Linked DNA regions of Mus musculus: region 1 is linked to region 2. The links are chromatin contacts, called in public Hi-C maps. All regions are on one chromosome and are shown on one strand. The core of a region is the stretch at or near the end of the contact, and the rest is flanking DNA. Distances in the headings are between cores, read along the strand shown. Region 1 overlaps Cpm (carboxypeptidase M). Region 2 has its middle 12 kb from the start of Gm32319.

Region 1 (4,573 bases), core at 482-2,981, 80 kb after region 2:
TGGAGCTGGAGTTACAGTGTGTTGTGAGCTGTGGGTGCTAGGAACCAAACCTGGGTCCTCTGTAACTGCAGACAGTGCTCTTACGCCCTGAGCCATCTCTCTATCCCTTGAGCATTTTGTTTAACTTAAACTTTTCCAGTGCCTGTTAGAGCACATGTGTTCTCTGGGGTGGGTACTGTACTGGTTACTGGTTTGATTGCTGGGACAAAGTGCCTGACAGAGCATCATTTACCTTACACTTGCATGATTGGTAGAAACAGGGGAAACAGAGGTCACTGGGAGACCAGGGACAGATGCCACCTGCTAGCCCTATCACTGTGGCCCTGCCTCTGCCAGGAGCAGCCAAGGACTGAGTGCCCAGACACATGATCCTATGGAAGGGCATTTCACATTCAAACCAGATCAGATACTGTGTGTAATAAGGTGTAATCTACTTCCTTCAAAGTTACTATAGGGCTGATGGTGTGGCTTGGTGGTGGACCACTGAACTGGTATAATGAGATTCTGGCTAGAGCTCAGTATATATTACAGAAAGAGAAGAGGAGTGGGGGGGGGGGGGACTTCATTTCATCAAATCTAAGCTGTCATTCGTATAAAATATAACATACCACCAGGAAATAAAATCCTCTCTGTTAAATACACATTTTTCAGACATGAAATTTTAAGACACATAAATCCAGAGATGTCATATACGAAATTTCATGCCCTGTAAAATACACAGTAACTATAACCCTTTGAATTTAGGGTCTCCTAATGTCAAAGAATTATAAAGCACACAAGAGCAGTGACAGCTGGAAGCCACACGCACCTGTGTCTGAGCCTTCCTAAAGTCAGTAGCATCTTCTCTGAGTCTCAGAGACATCTTGTCATAAAGAAGACCAAAGCCACAAGGCTGCACCCTGCTCTCTGCCACCCATGGGCAGGAGTCCCTGGACCTGCTGCCCTCAAGGACTGTTCAGACAGATTCCATGAGATGGCATAAAGATCTTAGGAAAGAATCTAAAAAAACAACCCCTGAAAACTCAGTAATATAAACATTATTATTATTCCTCTAAAACCAGTGTCTCTGATTTTAGTTTAATTAATTTTATAGTTTACAGAAATATTTTTAAAGATCTGCTTTTTTCGTTTTGTTTTTTGTGTATGCGTGTATGTTTGTGTGAGTCTATGCCACATGTGTGCAGGAGACCAAAAGAAAGGGGTCAAATCCCCTGGCCTGGAGCCACCTGATGCGGGTACTGGGCACCGAACTCAAGTTTGCTGGGAAAGTACCAGTATCCGTCTTTCCAGCCCTACAGAAATACTTTAAAAAACAATCATATTCTGCTGTCTTTCCCAGCCTGTTTATCCCACTACCTTTTTGCAGTAGAGTCAATAAACTAAATTTTCCTTTTTGCAATATTTTTAACTTAAAATGTCTTTGAGAACATGAGTGCCCCATTTACACCGTGTCCTGTCCTCCTCTGAACCTCTTCTTAAAAACAGCCTGTACCCACATAAAATGTAGCCTCTACCCTCTAACCACGCCCCTACTCCTTTCTAGTTAGAATGCAATTTAAGGGGGAGGGGTGCTCTTGAAATGTAGGATTTTAAGGGAGGGGGAAATCATTTCCCATCTCTGACTTAATTTTGGTGCATAACTGAGTTTCAGTCAGCTGCACCCCAGCTACCTCACGGGACCCCGTGTCTGTCTGATCACGTGATGAGTTGTGAAGCCCCACGTGACGGATGTGTTAATTCACAGCCAATGCCTCTTTTTCTCATTCGCTCGTCTCCCGGGCACGTGATACTTGGCTCCCTTCCACCACTGGTCCTTAACAAAAATGAGATGTGCTTGCTTTGCAGGGGGAATGCAAGATTACAACTACATCTGGGCCCAGTGCTTTGAAATTACCCTGGAGCTGTCGTGCTGTAAATATCCTCGCGAGGAGAAGCTGCCGCTCTTTTGGAACGATAACAAAGCCTCTTTGATCGAATATATAAAACAGGTGCACCTAGGTTTGTGTCCTATATCTTCTTGTTAACACTCACAGCGTGGGTAGAACCTTTGCGTCGAGCATATACAAAACCTCCTCCGGGGACTTGGGGCTGGACCTGGTTTTCTATGCCAGGACTAAGGGTTTGAATTCTCAACGTGTTATCTACAGTGTGTGAGAGATGCTAGGCTTAGCTGTTCGTTCGTAAGAGAGGATGAGTCACTTGTTTTGAGGGCGTAAAAGCCCAGAGTTCCCCCAATTTTACATATGGAATGATATGCAAATCTGGCAAAAAGATCAGGAAAACCGGATGTACTCTTGCAACATCTTCAATCAGAAGCCTAGTTGTAGCCCGCTGCGTGGCTCTGCAGGTAAATGCGCCTGCGCCAAGCCTGGTGCCCTCCGTTCATCCTGGGAGCCCACAGGGTGGAAGGAGAGACCTGACTACTGTCCTCTGACCTCCAAACTCTTATGCCATAGAGCACGGGGGCCTCCCCAAGACAATAAATATGTAAATAAGCAAATGTAAAAATTTGAAAATAAAACCGAGTGCTGCCGGCACCTTTATAACATTACAAACATATCATTGGCTCCCTCCACCTTACGTAATCACCGTGCTGGGTCCTTGGTTGTTATTCTGACATTTCAGTTTCCGCTGGCCTTTTCCCGTGAGTCCTGGAATAACTGAACCATCATCCATTAAGGCTCTCCCGATACTGATTCTTTAGTAAGTCACTCTGAATTCTTTTGTGAAGTCACCCTTCGTCACTATCATCAAGGAGGTGTAACAAGACATGAATATGTCTCTGCCCCTCGCTGCCCTCTCTGTCGCCTTTTAATCTAGCCATCGGGATGATGGGATGATCCACAGAGCGCTGAATCAGGGCCAGCTTCGCATGCCATGTTTAATACGGTATTAGTGTGCAGAAGCTGTGCAGCCCGATAAATAATAAGTAATAAATAATAGCATAAGCATCGTTGGCAATGGTATATTGAGTTTATGAGTCCATTTAATTAGGCCGTATCAAGAATATTTTTCCACCCGCCTGTCCCTGTAATCTGCTGAGAACTCAGATAACAGTAGGTTTATTAGCACGTCAATCCTGCCCCCTTGTGGTTTAAGACAGGAATATTTTTTTCTGACTTTAAAAAAAAAAAAAGAAACTATTTCAAAATACTGATGTGGTTGTTGCTACTTATTAGAAAGTCTTGCTCCACATTAGTGCCCTGCCTGCTGTCAGAGAGAACTGTCTCTGTAGGTGATGATGTCAGAGAGAACTGTCTCTGTAGGTGATGATGTCAGAGAGAACTGTCTGTAGGTGATGATGTCAGAGAGAACTGTCTCTGTAGGTGATGATGTCAGAGAGAACTGTCTCTGTAGGTGATGATGTCAGAGAGAACTGTCTCTGTAGGTGATGATGTCAGAGAGAACTGTCTGTAGGTGATGATGTTAGAGAGAACTGTCTGTAGGTGATGATGTCAGAGAGAACTGTCTGTAGGTGATGAGGGCAAATGCTCCTATATAGACACTCCCTGGTCTCTGCCACGCTGTTCATTCATTGAAAGAGTTCACCAAGTGCTAGGAAGTTTGTGTGTCTAAGATGGTGACTCATCTGAAAGGCTCAGACCTGCCCTCTGTGGGAAAGAGAAACCTCTGATGTAGCACGCGGGCCTTTCTTTGCCTGAAGGACAGAAGCCGGTGTAGGCGTCAAGCTCTTAGGCTGGTGTCCTGTTTTGAAAGCTCACAAAAGTGTTAAACGTCAGTATGATCGGAAGTTGGAGTAAGAGTTCTGCCCTGCTGCACGCCAGCCTGCTCTATGGCTCCGGAGGGGCTACTGGGACTCACAGAAGAATTCAGTCTAAACTTGGGCTCTGTAGTATTATGGGCTGTGTTAGAGGATGTTCTCAGTGTGCGTTGGAAAGAGGATCTTTAGATTCTGAGGCCCAGGTAGCTTGTCTCATCTCTAGGAAGCAAAGCACAAAGGTTTCAGTGCCGCCCCTGCTTTCCCCGCTCTCTAAGGCGGATCTCAGCCTTGAGGCTGAGGGCTCACCACCCTCAGATACCTAAGCAAACTGGCCTAAGAAACTGGGTGGGAAGCCAGGCAGGGGTGGCTCATGTCTTTAATCCCAGCACTTGGGAGACAGAGGCAGGTAGATTTCTGAGTTCGTTTCCAATACTGGCTTTTTCTCTCCTGCTATAGCAGCTCTTTCTGAGCCTGTGGGTCAACTGGTCTCTTTTTAGTGTCTGACTTCAACCCCTGAATACACGTAAGGACAAATATCAATGAGACTTTGAACAAAAAAGATAAAAGGAGGGGAAAAAATGACAGGGAGATAATTTTGCAGAGTTGACCTCCGTAGATAAAGTGGAGAGGAAACTTCGCCTTTGATAACCCACTCCAGAGCAAAGGAGCCAGGAATTGAACCCGAAAGGCACCAGGGGGCCATCTAGGTCAGGGGTTGTGTAATAGTTGAGATAGAGACTCTTGTGTGAGGTGAGATAACGCTACTTTGTTACTAATATCAAAACCTTCACCTTTCCTCTCAGTCTTTGTCAGAGGACACTATTTATCATGTGCCTGGTGTTTTTCTTTCAT
Region 2 (5,046 bases), core at 785-3,284:
AGGATGACTAGGAACTGTAGTGTTCATCAGTAGTTAAGTACATTAACAAAATCTGGTAAAGGTAGAAAGAATGTAACACCCAAAATTTGCCACTTTGGCTTAACAATTATTTTGTACTAAAAAGCCAGGCGGGGCTACATAGTAAGATCTTGTGTCGAAAAGAAAGAACAGAAATTCAAAAGTGGCAAGTATGGCGGATTAGTGTGGCAGATTAGCCTGGCTCCTGGACGGCCTGGCTCCGGCGTTTTGCAGTGCGAGCCCTTGAGAGGATGTGAGTCTCGGGACACCGGCACCCTGCCTGCTGCCTTTGCATCCCGTCCTGTGCGGACCACCATGGACGTGCAGGCGCAGAGGCCACCTTTGTTGGAAGTGAAGAGGAATGTAGAGCTGAAGACAAGCCTGGTCAAGTTCTCCTCCCGAGTGCCCCGTCAGCAAGCAGGCTCAAGAGAGGTCCTGACCAGATGGAGGATGCCTTGGAGCCCGTAAAGAAACGGACACGAGGCATGGGTGCAGTGACCAAAGTTGACATATCCCGTCCCAGAGGACCACTCTTCAGCACAGTGTCACAGACCCAGGGCCACACTGCAGCTCAGAAAGGCCCTAAGAAGGCAGGACCTCGTGGGTGCTCTACTGTTGGTACAGTGCTGAGGAACCAGAAGCCAGCTCCCACTGTTCCTGCCCAGAAGCCTGGCACATCCACTGCTCCTGTAGTGGTAAGGAAGAGACCTGGCAAACGCCCTTGCCTGGGACCTGAAGGGCCAGTTGTTTGACCTCAGTGAAGAGTTGAAACGCTATCGGGAGAAGACTCAAACGCTGGAACGGGAGAACCGGGGGCTTCGGAAACATCTCAGAGAGGTCCAGGAGCAGGCCACGACCCTGGGGACAGAGCAGAGCACCCTGGAAGGGGAGCTGGCCAATGTACGCACCCGAGCTGAGCAGGACCAGCAGAGACTGGAGATGCTGAGTGCCTGTGTCTTGGAGCTGGAGGAATATCTGGGTACCACGGAAAGGTTGGTTCAGGAGCTTCAGAGAGAGCGGCTGCAATTGAAGGAGGAGTGGAGCACATTGAGCATCCAACTGGAGGAGCAGGAGAGGAGGTTTCAGGTCGCAGAAGCAGCTCTGTCAAGCAGCCAAGAAGAGGTGGTGTGTCTTTGGCAGAAGACTGAAGCCCAGGTGACCTTACTGGCTAAGCAAGGAGACCAGCTCTATGGGTTAGAGATGGAACGGGACGACTCCACAACCAGCTGCAGGAACTGAAGGGCAATATCTGGGTGTTCTGCCACGTGCGCCCTGTCCTCGCAGGGGAATCCACTCCATCTCCTGGCTTCCTCGTGTTTCTTCCTGGCCCTGCTGGACCCTCTGATCCCCCGACTCGCCTTAGCCTCTCACTGTCGGCGCTCCACCCTGACTGGGGCCCCGGCACCCACTACCCGCCATGATTTCTCCTTTGATCGGGTGTTCCCTCCAGGAAGCAAGCAGGAGGAAGTGTTTGAGGGGATCGCCATGCTTGTCCAGTCAGCACTGGATGGCTACCCTGTGTGCATTTTTGCCTATGGACAGACAGGCAGTGGCAAGACCTTCACTATGGAAGGTGAACCTAGGGGAGACCCCCAATTGGAAGGGCTGATCCCTCAGGCCATGCGGCATCTGTTCTCTGTGGTCCAAAAGATGAGTGGCCAGGGCTGGACATACAGTTTTGTGGCGAGTTATATAGAGATCTACAATGAGACCGTTTGAGACCTGCTAGCTACTGGGACCCACAAGGGACAAGGGAGCGAGTGTGAGATTTGTCGGGCAAGCCCAGGGAGTGAGGCGCTAACTGTCACCAATGCATGATATGTGAGAAAGAGGTGGAGGCTCTGCTCCATTTGGCTCATCAGAAGCGGGCTGTGTCCCGCACTGCCCAGAATAAGAGATCATCACGCAGTCATAGTGTGTTCCACCTGCAGATTTTTGAAAAGCATGCAGTTCAGGGCCTGCAGTGTGGCGCTTGGTGGTGGCTGGTGACTGACAGCTGTGTCACATTCTTTCTGCTTCTTTGCCTCTCTTGAAATAGACTTGCCTTTCAGTCTTGACTTCCTCTCCTTCTAGTTCTGCCCTGGTGCTTCCGTTTTACTTGTTTATCTGGCCATAAGGAGATGGAGAGAGCAGAGCCATAGGGGAGGAGAATGGGCCGGGGATGGGCAAAATCACAAATGGGACTTGGAAGAGGAAAGGAGTCTGGCAGGGAGGCTACAAAGAGTAGATTAGTGGGGAGCAGGGTCGGTAGGGAAGAGGGAGAGCCACAGAAACATACTTCCTCAAAATAGCCTACTAGTGTCTCACATTCGCTAATTTGAAACAATGAAAACATTTTAAAATGTTTAGTTACTAATTAGTCTACTTTTCCACTGGAGAGTGAAGAAGCTGAATCTGTAGCAGACCCTGGAACTGTGCCAGTTATGTGGCCCCCAGGTGTCTGTGGGGACCCCAGGCATCGACAGAACGAGCAGCACTGAAATGCTTGTATGGCTTAGTACAGATCTATAAATATTTGGGGCTGATACTTCGAAGTGATTCTGAAGTCCCTGCCTGAAAGACTCTGAGTTTAAGTTAGACAACATCATCAGGGGAAACCCTTACATGAAGACGCTGTCTTTACATGTCTATCTGCTAAGACAATTTCTTCACGTTTGCTTACACTTGGACCCTGTCTTCACATCCTCTCTTCTCTCAATTCTGTGAAAAGCTTGGTTTCCTCCTTCGATTGTTCGGACAATCAGCCTGAGTAACTAGAAGTGGGTTGTTCTTTTTGCCTGCTCGTCACACAGCAACAGGCAGATTCACAATGGTTTGTCATCCCTGAAGAAGCCATATTTTAAGATTTTGAAATAAGGACATAGGCCAGGCCAGCTTCTGGCCTATAACCAGTACAGTTAAATGAGTCCCAGGCTTACACACTACCATGCTTGGTTCAATATTCCACCGGTGCCACCCTGCAATGATTAATTTTTATACAAGGAACCCACCTTTTGCCACTCCCTACTGATAACAACACCATTATGCAGACTAGCTAACGTGAAGAAAAGATGTTCATTTTAACCTCACAGTTTCAGACAGTGATAGTTGAGAGGACCACAATTGGCCTTCTTATGTGTGTGTGTGTGGTACCTCAAGGTGGTACCAGCCCTGACCAGGCTAAGTCTGCTATGAAAAAAAAGTCACATAACTAGATTGATCCACCCAAGGGAACAGAGCACCAACCTCTTCCAATATCTCAACATGGAGAGCAAATATCAACGAGTTTAGAAGACAAATTATAAGCACAGTGTTGCAGGGTCTCCCGTCTTCATTTCCTGCTTGGCCCTGTAAAGCATCCATCTGGTGTGGTGCCTGGGTCACTGGTTTCACGGTGCAAGGCTCTCTGTTCTGCAAGGAGAGGAGTCATACAGATAAAGAGGGACCATTTACGTTTTGGCATAGCATCACAAAAACCAAACGAACACCATCACCCACCATTTAAAGAGGAGCGACACACACACACACACACACACACACACACTTTCCAAAATAAATCTCCAAAGATGGTATAAGCGTCTCATAAATATTTACAGGGATTCATAGCTGAACATCAGTCCCTCCCTTTCTCTGGATCCTTTATTTAGGGCCATCCAACATCGACATCTGACAGAAGAAAATCTGTGAAGCTAATACAGAGAGAACCAAGAGTGCCAAAAATAAATGTCTCCATCCTGAGCCGAAGAATGCGTTGCTTGTGTGCTCATGGGTTATAGGAAATGTGGGTCTTATTTACCCAGTTTTGCAAAGCCAACACCTATCAGAAACACGCATTCTTATTTTTGGGGATGTAGACTGGGTCTCAGAGCAGTACAATGCCCGTTCATGGAAACGAACAAAGAACACATTTGTGTCTTTATCTGAGATGGCTTGCCAGAACCCATTCCAAAGGAGCAGAGTAACCTTTGCTCTTACAGTTGTATATTTTACTGAATTTCATAAACCCAGAGCTGAGCAGCTTTTTGCATGTAGGGAAATAACCTGATATCTGGAAAGCGAGGATACAGCAGAGCTGAAACGTTGGTGCCTCGTCCATTACCCATCGTTGATCTCACTGAAGCCACAATGGAGTCCATCTTCTTGGGTTCTCAGAGCCCAGGTTTGAGCTTCACTTCCCCACCCAGGCACTGGCGAAAACACTAGCACAGGATGCGACTCATCAACTCTTTCTTCATCCCAAGGTATCTCACACAATAGTGATATTTCAACACAGCGGCCAGTGGGTGAATATGATGCACACGTTGGGTGTCACTCTCTAGTGCTCTTCTGTCTTTAGGTATCTATTATCTTAGACATCTATCTAGTACTCTATTATATTGTTTCATTTCAGACAAGGTCCCTTACTGGACCTAGAACTCACTGAGGAGTTTCAGTGGCTGGCCAAGAAGCTCCAGGGTCCTCCCATCTCTGGCCCATCCACACCAGGTTTATAGATGTGTGCTACACGACCTGGCTTATTTATGTGCATGCCAGGGAACCAAACTGAGGTCCCCGTGCATGTGTGGCAAGCACTATCCTAAGCATTGCATGGCAGTTCCCTACTCCCCCTCGGTGTGGAAGGAGCAGCTCAGGGACCCCAGGAAGCAAACAAAAGGCCATACATCTGGGAGAAGAAAGAGTGGGAAGATTCTTGAGGGCCCTTCCCTGGCAATATGGAAGGGAGTAACCTGAGGCAGTACAACATAGAAGAAAACTCTCACTCCTGGGAACGTTTAAACCAAGAGCAAGCCAGTTCTACGGAGACCAGGGCCTCAGGTCGTCCACACGGGCACAGAGTTCTTCAGAACCAAGGAGCACCCCCACCCAATGGGGATTTCAGTTCATTCCAGAACCAGGGCACCAGGTTTTACTGTATCCCAGGAAATGGCCGCCCAATGGGGTAACCTGTGGGTGATTAGAAACTGGAAGACTCAAGTAAGGAATGTTTGAAAAGCTGTACACTAAATCCCTGCTAGACCCCAAAAGCTTTATGGATCATTCAGATGACAA

The links. A called contact is a pair of places that touch in the nucleus more often than the background predicts.
Region 1: a contact with region 2 is called in a Hi-C map of centrocytes, with 2.1 times the contacts expected there. The contact joins two enhancer-like sites. A contact is called at or near these places in 11 of 39 promoter capture datasets (the HPC-7 cell line, cranial neural crest, embryonic stem cells and 7 more), 2 of 15 datasets of contacts at CTCF or cohesin (large pre-B cells and pro-B cells), 5 of 484 Hi-C or Micro-C datasets (bone marrow-derived macrophages, centrocytes, cerebral cortex and 2 more), 2 of 115 datasets of contacts at active chromatin or transcription factors (embryonic stem cells and intestinal crypt epithelium) and 3 of 9 other capture datasets (adipose tissue, embryonic stem cells and pancreatic islet).

The regions. Positions count from the first base shown.
Region 1 is chr10:117,674,095-117,678,667 of GRCm38.p6, forward strand. It overlaps Cpm (carboxypeptidase M), which reads left to right. Exons shown (of 9, transcript NM_027468.1): 7 at 1,846-1,998. Among named protein-coding and RNA genes, the nearest start is that of Gm25709, 14 kb to the left of the region's middle. Within about 2 kb of position 1,732, at least 87 of the 459 cell types and tissues checked have an H3K27ac peak or open chromatin away from gene starts, as enhancers often do. A contact at or near this core is called in centrocytes, where this site is marked.
Region 2 is chr10:117,593,892-117,598,937 of GRCm38.p6, forward strand. It overlaps the pseudogene Kifc5c-ps. Among named protein-coding and RNA genes, the nearest start is that of Gm32319, 12 kb to the right of the region's middle. Within about 2 kb of position 2,035, at least 33 of the 459 cell types and tissues checked have an H3K27ac peak or open chromatin away from gene starts, as enhancers often do. A contact at or near this core is called in centrocytes, where this site is marked.